Linked DNA regions of Callithrix jacchus: region 1 is linked to region 2. A link is a contact called in public Hi-C data. All regions are on one chromosome and are shown on one strand. Each heading gives the region's core, a stretch centred on a gene start, on an enhancer-like site or on the middle of the called end of the contact. The rest is flanking DNA. Distances are from core to core; before and after follow the strand shown. Region 1 overlaps POU2F3 (POU class 2 homeobox 3). Region 2 has its middle 29 kb from the start of TRIM29.

Region 1 (4,965 bases), core at 1,388-3,887, 130 kb before region 2:
TTTTGTGAAAGTGTTTTGTTTTTAATCAAAGGTATTTTAATCAGTACCTTTATAAAATGCACCTTGATCTCATTTGGGTTGTTAAATTTTCTTTTCTTTCTTTCTCTCTCTCTCTCTTTCTTTCTTCAGGATCTCACTCTGTCACCCAGGCTAGAGTATAGTGACACAATCACTGCTCACTGCAGCCTCAACCTCCTGGGCTCAAGCCATTCTCCTGCCTCAGCCTCCTGAACAGTTAGGGCTACAGGCATGTGCCACCACATCTGGCTATTGTCTTTGTTGAGATGGGGCTTCACCATGTTGCCCAAGCTGGTCTCAAACTCCTGGGCTCAAGCAATCCTCCTGTCTTGGCCTCCCAAAGTGCTGGGACTATAAGCATGAGCCACTGTGACCAGCCAGATATTCTTTCTTGAGCTTAGTTTCATAGGAAAATGTACCCTTAGACCTAGAACCACATTGTGCCCATTTGGGGTCAGGAATGAAACCAATCTTAAAGACATCTAACATTCTGCAAGGATGGAGTGGAATCCGGGCCTAGGGGTCCAGGCACTGTGTCCAGCCCAGAGGGCTAAATACACCTCTTCTCTCCTACTTAATTTGCTTTCTGTAGATTAGGGTTAACATTACTCCTTCTCTTCTGGGATATCTGGGTTTACCACTCAGACAGGCATCCTTATGATGAAGAAGTTAAAAAGACCAGAGAAAAGTTTAGGAGTCTTTCCCCCAAAGAGGGTTCTTTCAGAATAGCATAGTCTGACACTATCATGAATTTGTCTTGCTTTGCAGGGAGGGGGTATGTGAGGAGGGTGTGCCATAGACCAGACCCTCAGAGCAAAGCCCCAGTTCTCTTTGAACCTTCCTTTTCCTTCCTTTTCATTAAATCATTTGTTTTTTTATTTGACAAATACTTATGGAGTTCTCTGCTAGACCTTCTCCCTCCTCCTTTCACCTCCAATCTACTGCCAAACTGCACGGATTCAACTTCCCAAAACATCTCCTCAATCATCTACCCCTCCCCTGGATAATCTTCATAATTTTCTACGTGGTCTCTCTGCTACCGGTCTCTTAATGCCAAAATATCACAAGAGATGAGAGTTGATCTTGAATATTCTAACATCTCTTCCAGCTGTAACCCATGACTATGAGATTCTGGAGAGGGCTGCCAGGAGCGGGTGAAGAGCAGCTCATGATGCTGGCGTCCCCATTTTAACCACTAGATGGCGTGCTTCCCCTCTAGGTGTTTTTAGTGGCCTCAGAAAAGGCAGGGCTCTTCGTGAGCCACTGGGATCACAGCACAGAGATCTCTGTAGTCATTTCCAACCTTTCTGCCCAACCGTCTGTGCAGAGCCATCTCATGCAGCTGTGCAGGTTATTAACTGTACAGGGGCACCCAGATCAGGGGAGGAATGGCAGCTGAGATACAGCTCTTGCTGCTGTCGCCAAGCTGTGCGCCCTGGCATGAGGCTGCAGCTGGCCAGAAGAGGTGCCTTTTTCCTAATTGGCAGAAAGGTGGTCTGTGGAACCATGGCAGCTCTGCAAACAGCCTCTCTTCCAGACCTCAGCCCATACGTTCCCTCTGCAGGAGGCAATCTGGAATAGTGGCCCAAAGGTGAGAGGCACTGGCTTTGTGGTCTGGGACATTAGGTCTGTGGTATTTTTTTTTTGAGACAGAGTCTTGCTCTGTTGCCCAGGCTGGAGTGCAGTGGCTCAATCTCGGCTCACTGCAATCTCCACCTCCTGGGTTCAAGTGATTCTCCTGCCTCAGCCTCCTGAATAGCTGGGATTACAGGCACATGCCACCATGCCCATCCAATTTTTGTATTTTTAGTAGAGAGGAGGTTTCACCAGTTTGTCAGGCTGGTCTCAAACTCCTGATCTGCCCACCTCAGCCTCCCAAAGTGCTGGGTTTACAGGCGTGAGCCACCGCACCTGGCAGGCCTATGGTACTGTAGTCTCCCCCTTGGGGCCTGAGAGCACCTAGGTAGAATTGGTGGCCATCTTGCTATGCCTGAGAAATTAGCTGAGCCCAGCTCTCAGAGGAGCAATGCTAGGACCTGTGCAGGGCTGGAGTCCAGAGCCTACAGCACGAAGGAGGCTAGCCTGGGAGCTGGAATTTCTGGGTTCTAATTCTGGCCCCACCAGTGACACTTGGTAAATTGTCCCCTCTTGCTATATCTTGGATTTCCTCTGTGCCAACAGGGATAGTTCCCTGCTGTCCCCTCTCCCCAGAGGGGTTAGAGCCCTGTTAAAGGGATAGGGAGGAAACCAGCAAGAGCTGAAGCATTCCTAGAGGAAACAGGAAGAATGGGGTTGTTTACCTGGGACGCCAGGCCGGGCCCAGTCTGTGGGAGGAGGAGACTGCTTTGTTGCTGTGGAAAGGGGAGGAGATTTGGCTGCAGACCTGGGTGAAAGGGAAGGACAAAGGAACAGATGAATAAAATCCAGGCCATTTGAAAGACACGTGCTACCACTTTGGCACCATGATCACTGTTCCCATCCCCTGTCACCTAATCAGGTTCCTCCACCCACCTCAAGCCCCATGGAGAGGCCCCCCAGGCACTGCCAGGCATTGCCACATACAGGTGGAGGCAAAGCCGATACAGGGATAACCAGGCATGTAAACAGCAGTCCCCAAACCAGTCCTTCCTCCTGCCTGCCTGTCTGGAGAGGTGCAGAGGCTAAGGAGGGTCAAGAGGATCTACTCTGGGATCTGATTACCAGAGCTGAAGAAACCCAGGAAGGGAAGGAATGTAGAGTGGCTGCTGAGAATTCAAGCCGGGGCTGAGGATTTCAGCTTTCCCTGCAGAAGAAGTAGCTACGGTGGCTACAGAAGCCCAGCCAAATCTGCCAGGATGCCAGACTAAGCAGATGCAACCATACAGCTCCAAAGGGCAGTGGGCCAAAGTGAGAGGCATGTGACTGACCAGGACATTTTATACTTGGGTGGGAGGGCTGAGAGAGGAGGGAAAGTCAAGGGCCAAGCTTCTGGAAACTGCCTTGGGCGGTATGCATTGTACCTGCTTCTCCCTCCCAGGAAAACTACAAGAGGGCCCTGCCTGGCTGGTGGCTCACTGGAGACCCCTGCTGGGAGAGCAGGAGTGGGGCCATCAAACCACCAAAGCAAACAAGGGCCCAGTCACCCCAATCGCTCATCACTCGACAGCATCTTGGGGTCTCTGTTGTCCCTATGCTGTTCTGGGTCACAATGTACAGCATCTGCTGATGTTGACCTTCACGCTCTTCAGTCTCAAAAAGGCCGTCATTGTACATTTTTAAAATACGTGGGCAGGAAAACACTTATAAGGAATCCTGAGCCGGGAGTTTAGAGGCTTAGGTACTAATGGCAATTCTGGCATTGTGGGTGAAATGGATGCAGCCTTTTCACATGCATTATTTCAAGTGACTCTCAATAATCTCGAGAGAGAGCTTTGCTATCATCTCATTTTTACGGAAGAGGAAACGGAAGCTCACAGAGGTTAGATAACTTCCAAAAACACACAGTTAGTAAGTGACTTTTTAAAAAACCAGTAAATTTTTCTGACTCTAAATTTGGAAGTGTCTTTCTACCACTGCATCGTACACCGACCTAATTGGTTGTATGCCTGGGCCATTTTCATGACACTCACCCGTCTTCTGAAAACAAATTAAACTGTTACCTTCCCTTTTCTATTCCAAGAGCATGATGTGTATTGTTTAACCGAAATAAACACTTAAAAATTCAATAGGGTCTCATTCATCACCATAATATTCTGAGATGCCTTGGAAACTGTAAGAATAGAGACTGTATCTGTGCAGGTGCTAAGGGCAGAAGGTAGACTTGCATTTTGTTCTGATTCTGGATTTATTCTACTTGGGATTTGTACAACAGGACAGAGTTTTTCCTTTCTTCCTCCATCACTTTTTTTTTTTTTTTTTTTTTTTTTTGGAGACTGGCTCTGTCACCCAGGCTGGAGGGCAGTGGCCTGATCTTGACTCACTGCAACTTCTGCCCCCCAGGTTCAAGTGATTCTCTTGCCTCAACCTCCCATGCACCACCACACCCGACTAATTTTTGTATTTTTCGTGGAGACGGAATTTCACCAAGTTGGCCAGGCTGGTCTCGAACTTCTGGCCTCAAGTGATCTGCCCGCCTTGGCCTCCCAAAGTGCTGGGATTACAGGTGTGAGCTACTGCGCCTGGCCTCCTCCATTGCTTTTGACCCTAGTTGGTGGAGATGAGAGTAGGACGGGAAACACTGTCCCACTTGTGTGATGGCCAAGAGTATGGGGTCTCAATTAAACAGTTCTGAAACTTCCCAGTAAGTCACCAGACGCAAAATAGGACTACCTACGGCACAAGGTCAGAAAAATCACTCAGCAGAGCTCCTGGCACATTGTGCTCAAGAAATGCTAGCTATTTATTAATGGTTCAATCTATTTGCTCTTGGCCAGGGAGAAGTTCTCTGGGAATAACTTCCCTGCCAAAGCAAACCTAAACACCCTTTCTACAACCTGTGGGTGGCACTGCTGCTCTATCCAAATAGAATCACAGCCAGGCTTCCAGGCAGGCAGTCTGTCCAGGAGAGATTTCCAAGGAATTGGGACTTATCTGCGCTGCAGGTCCCAGGTGCTTCCCCTCCCTTATACAGCACAGCCCTCCTCCGCGCCTGCACCTTCCGTCTCAACTCACCATGAAATTGAGGAGGTGGGCCAGACCACCCCACAGGAGGCTGGGAAAGGCAAGCAGAAAAGGAGATTAAGTCTGGAGGAGCACTGCCAGGGTTCCTTCCTCAGACCGTGGGGTGGATAAGTAGGTCTTAATACCAGAGGGTAAGTGACGGATGCATGCCCTGCGCTTAGGCCCCTCTCACTCAACAAAAAGCAGCAGCAGCAGCTTGACTAGACTTGGTCTATGTGGAAACCCCCAGGGTTCTTACCTTGCTGCCCAGGTTGGGTCTGAGATATCAGGAACTGGGATACAGACTGT
Region 2 (4,699 bases), core at 1,460-3,959:
TGGCTCCTGTAGAGGCAGCAGAGGGTCTCTCTTTCTTCTGGGTCTGGTGCATGCTCTCAGACTCCTGAAGGGCATTTCCTGTGGGGGGTATTGTACTGCAGTCAGGGAGACACAGCAGAGGCTGGAGGAGATGGGGTTGGCCCTGGTTACTAGGAAAGAGGGCCCCCCATGCAACCTCTTTCAGAAGCGCTGAGGGAAGAACCCCTCTGCCCCATTAATGCCCCTATAATTTATGTCATCTGAACCCATAAAACCAACGCATCTCCAGTGTCTGGTTCTCCAGATGGCCATGGGGGCCTAATCAAAGCCAGGCCCCTGCTGGCCTCATCCTCTCATTCCTCTGTTAATAGCCTTCAGCTATCCCCGCTTTCGGGTCCCCTTAACTCCTTCATCCCCAGCTTCCTCCTCCTCCCCAGGATCTCTGTTCTGAGCCCTTTCAATGCCCTGGACTAGGTCCACACAGAGGAGGCCACCCCAGTCAATTTCTTGGGAGAATCGCTAGATTGTGATCAGGAAGCCTGCGGCCACCACTGACTTGCTCTGTGGCTTTGGGACAGTCATTTGACCTAGCCCCCGTTTCCCTATTTTTGGCAAGCAACATTTTTATTGCAATAAAGAGTTTGCAAGATGTTTTTCACCTACATGGTCTCATTGGAACTTCCAAAAGGAGGTAATTAACCCCCTTCTAATGACCCTCACAGGGGAACACTCACGGCAGCATGGGCTGCGGAGAAGAGGAAGCAGCACAGATGTCCACAGTTACCAAGCCAGGCTGGGGAGGGGCCCCGCGCGGGTGGCAAGAGCCCCTCTCTCCAGGCAGGTCAATGCCCCCGCATGGGAGGGCGTGGGATCTCCCCACAGCTATGTCGCCGTGAATATCATGAACTGAGGCGCTGGCTGAGACTCCTGACAACAGTGTGGGGCAACTATGGATAGGCAGAGAGGACGCCACGTGGAAAGCGGCACTTTTGTTCCAAGCCACTCCGCTGACCCCAACAAGGCAGGGGGTGCAGGTCAGTGACAGCCCTCAGCTTCCCAGAGGAGTCAGAGCCTGTCCCCACTGAAGACAAGACAGGCGCAAACAGGACCCCCAGGAGCAGGAGGGCCTCAGCCAGTAGCCCGGGCCTCGGGTGGCTGGTGAGCAGTGGCGTGGAGACACCCTGTGGTGAGATTGAGGAACCACAGTTCGTGGACAAGCCAAATGAGGGACAGGTCATTAGGAGGGACAAGTTAGCGTTACGTGTTGGGTGAGGGTAAAGTTACTAAGCTGCGCGTGCTGTGCGTCGGGGGAGGCTGGCAACAAGAGCTGACGTTCACTGTGCCTGTAGCAGTGTGCCCTCTAACCCTCACAGCCACCCTATGAGATGGATGCCACCATTCCTTCAATTTTACAGATGAGAAAACTGAGTCAGAGAAATAAAGGAACTGGCCCAAGGTCGCACACTCAGAAGATGGCGGAGCCAGGATTTGAACCCAGGCGATCTGACTCCATAACCCATGCTCACCACCATTGCCCCTGACAGCCTGCATAAAGGATAGGGCAGTTGGGCTAGACAGAAAGTAGTGTAATGGGGTCCACAGAGGGACAGTTGGGGCAGGGAAGGGAGCTCCAGGTTCCGATGAGTAGTTAGGGCTTAGGGAGATGGAGGCAGGTGGTGAGGAAACCCAGTGTGCTGGGGGCTCCTTGGGAGAGGCAGAGAGCCTTGGTCAGAGGGTTGGCTGGAAGTTGTGACCTCTCCACGAGAGCAGAGCGCTATCTGCGGGCAAGGTACGCCGGTGTGCCAAGAATGGGTTGCATCTGTGTGGTCAAGACAGAGCTCCCCGCCCCCCCCCCCCCACGCTCCATCCTCCAGAGGGCCCAGGGGGTTCCGGGGTGTCAGCGCCCCTTCCCCAGCCAGGCCTCTGTTAGGAGCAGCCATTGCCTGTCTTCACTGTGCCGAGGGGGCAGCGTGGTTTCCCGCGAGCCGAGCTGTGAGAAAGCGAGGGAGCTCTGCCTGCGGGTCGCCCAGCGCCCGCGTCCTCCCAGGCACAGGAGCTCGGCACTGCGGACGCCACTTCCACAGGGCGGCCCCTCCGCCTCTCCTAGCCCTTCCGCCTAGGGCTGCTATTGACGGTGGGGCTAGGCCTGACCGTCAGGGCAGACTCTCTGTTCACCAAGCTCTGGGAATCTCCCGAGAAGCTCATCCGATCCAGTCGGCATCCCGGCGCCCGCTGCCTTCCACAGGCTGCACGGTTCTGGGCAGGGGCCCCTCGCGGATCCCAGATCCCTCCCGAGGAAGTAGTAAGCGCCCACCGCAGAGGGCGCCTGCGAGCATTAGATGTGCTCGTCTGCTCATCCCGCAAGTCTTTGCCGAGTGCCCGCTCTGTGCCAGGCAGTGCTTGGTGTGGGGATGGGAAATGAACTAATAAACACGGTGCCGACGCGCAAAGAGGGGAAGTGGCCGGGGCCAGGGCCAGGGCCAGGGAAACGGACCCAGGGCCAGAAACCGGGATTAGCAACGAACAGGGCTCGGCACGGAGCCCGGCACCGAGCACGCCGCCGGCACACGCTCCCTGGGCCTCCCTCTAGAGCCAGAACGGCCCGGTCGGACGGGGATTTCACCGCGGCCCTCTGCCGCTCAAAGGGAGCCCGAGGGTGGACGTAAAGCCCGGGCCAGCGTTGGCCGTGAAACACGCCTTTATGGGGAGCGGAAGCAGCCATCAAAGCCGAGCTAGCCGGGGCAGGCCAGGGAACGCTGAGAGCGCGGGGGCCGCGCGCTTCCCACCGCCCCCACTGCCCGGGCGGCCGCGCCTCTCCGCCTGGCCACACTGGGGCGCGCTCTCGCCCCGCGCCTCAGGCCCCCACCTCCGCGCACCCTCCTCGCCTCACCGCCCCCACCCCGTGCCCGTCCCGCGCCTCGACTGCGCCCCCTCCGCGCCTCAAGCCACCCCCTCCGCGCCTCATGCCCCCACCTCCGCGCCCCAACTGCGCCTCCTCCGCGCCTCACGCCCCCACCTCCGCGCACCCTCCTGGCCTCACCGCCCCCACCCCGTGCCCGTTCCGCGCCTCACGCCCCCACCTCCGCGCCCCAACTGCGCCCCCTCGGCGTCCCTTTGGCGGGTCTTTCGCTCGCATCCTGCGGGCATTCGCGGTGGAGAGAAGGACGACTCCGCTCATGCAGCGCGTCAGCTGGAGCTGGCTCCCTCGGTGCGCTTCCCAGGTGCGCCGGTGCCGCTCGGCTGAGTCGTTCACGACCTAAGCGCTCTCTATGCGCTGGGGTCCCAGGGTGCCGCGACCGGGCCAGACTTTGGAGGGTTTGGACCGTCGACCGTCTCAAGGCCTGGGTCTCTCTCCTGAAGGGACTGAGGTTGGGCAGGGTGTGATGATGGAAGAGGGAATTTATGTTCGGAAAGATCCCTCTGGCTGCTGGGTAGAGGGTGACTTGGGGTGAGCTGGAGTTACTCTACGGAGAGCAGTGGGGAGACTGCTGAGAAGTCCAGGAGGTGATGGTGACAGGGTCACGCAAGTGCAAACTCCAGTGCGTTACACATATATGTGGGACTCGGGCGCTGGTCCAGCCCCTCCTGACTCCCGGAAGCCTCCTCAGGTCATCACTTGATGGACCGAAGACCGTCTTCCTTCTCGGAGGTCCCTTCCCCACCCCAGGTGTTCCCAGCCTGAGGCTCTCACCAGATCTGCCACATCATGGGTAAGCTGTGACCATCACCACCACCACTATGTCCACAGCCAATGTAGAGACGCCAGTCGGGTGCCTGGCTGGACTCCACGTCAGGCCCTCTAAAGGGAGCAGCCCCGAGCGTGTGTATGTGGGGGCTGGGGTCACCGCAATCTGTAGTCCGTTCACTGCTTTCAGACCTCGAAGCTTGCTTCTGTCTGTAGAATCAGAGGCAGTCTGTCTTCGAGGAACTGACTCATGATAAACTTCCAGGAGACTGAAGAAGAAACCATAACGTCAGCGCAGTTTGAAAGGTTCTCGCAGAGCTGTTGTGAGACACCCTTACAAATACTTGGCAGACATGTGCTAGAACGGTGCCCGCACCAAGCGTGTTAGCTGTGACTGTGATGAATGGAAAGGGTCTCCAATATGCGGGTCTGCCAAACATGGTGCTTCTCTGGGATGCTGACTAGGTCTCCAGGCTCCTCAGTGGGCTTGGATTCAGAACAAATGATGGTTCCTCCATCCTTGTAAAGTGTCACCGGAAGTTCTCAGGGAGACCCCATGAAGTCCCCTGTCCTCCAACAGAACATGCCTCCTGGTGCGGGAAGTGTCCCTGTTCGCTGTAGGGCTCTCCTAGAACTGCTGGATCTCATAGAAACATTCCGTCTTTGGCCGGGCGCGGTGGCTCAAGCCTGTAATCCCAGCACTTTGGGAGGCTGAGGCGGGTGGATCACGAGGTCAAGAGATCGAGACCATCCTGGTCAACATGATGAAACCCCGTCTCTACTCAAAATACAAAAAATTAGCTGGGCATGGTGGCGCGTGCCTATAATCCCAGCTACTCGGGAGGCTGAGGCAGGAGAATTGCCTGAACCCAGGAGGCGGAGGTTGCGGTGAGCCGAGATCGCGCTATTGCACTCCAGTCTGGGTAACAAGAGCGAAACTCCGTCTCAAAAAAAAAAAAAAAGAAACATTCCGTCTTTTTCTGGCTTCCTGCCAACCCTCGCTTTTTGATTACCCCAGCTTTTCTCCAAACAGGG

What was found. Hi-C and Micro-C count contacts between places; a contact is called where the count stands out from the background.
Region 1: a contact with region 2 is called in a Hi-C map of skeletal muscle, with 8 times the contacts expected there. The contact joins two enhancer-like sites. A contact is called at or near these places in 3 of 3 Hi-C or Micro-C datasets (induced pluripotent stem cells and skeletal muscle).

Annotation. Positions count from the first base shown.
Region 1 is chr10:19,947,838-19,952,802 of calJac240_pri, reverse strand. POU2F3 (POU class 2 homeobox 3) reads right to left here. Exons shown (of 13, transcript XM_017977610.5): 5 at 4,916-4,965; 6 at 2,319-2,401. Among named protein-coding and RNA genes, the nearest start is that of TLCD5, 24 kb to the left of the region's middle. Within about 2 kb of position 2,637, at least 3 of the 16 cell types and tissues checked have an H3K27ac peak or open chromatin away from gene starts, as enhancers often do.
Region 2 is chr10:19,813,996-19,818,694 of calJac240_pri, reverse strand. It overlaps the pseudogene LOC128929057. Among named protein-coding and RNA genes, the nearest start is that of TRIM29, 29 kb to the right of the region's middle. Within about 2 kb of position 2,709, at least 4 of the 16 cell types and tissues checked have an H3K27ac peak or open chromatin away from gene starts, as enhancers often do.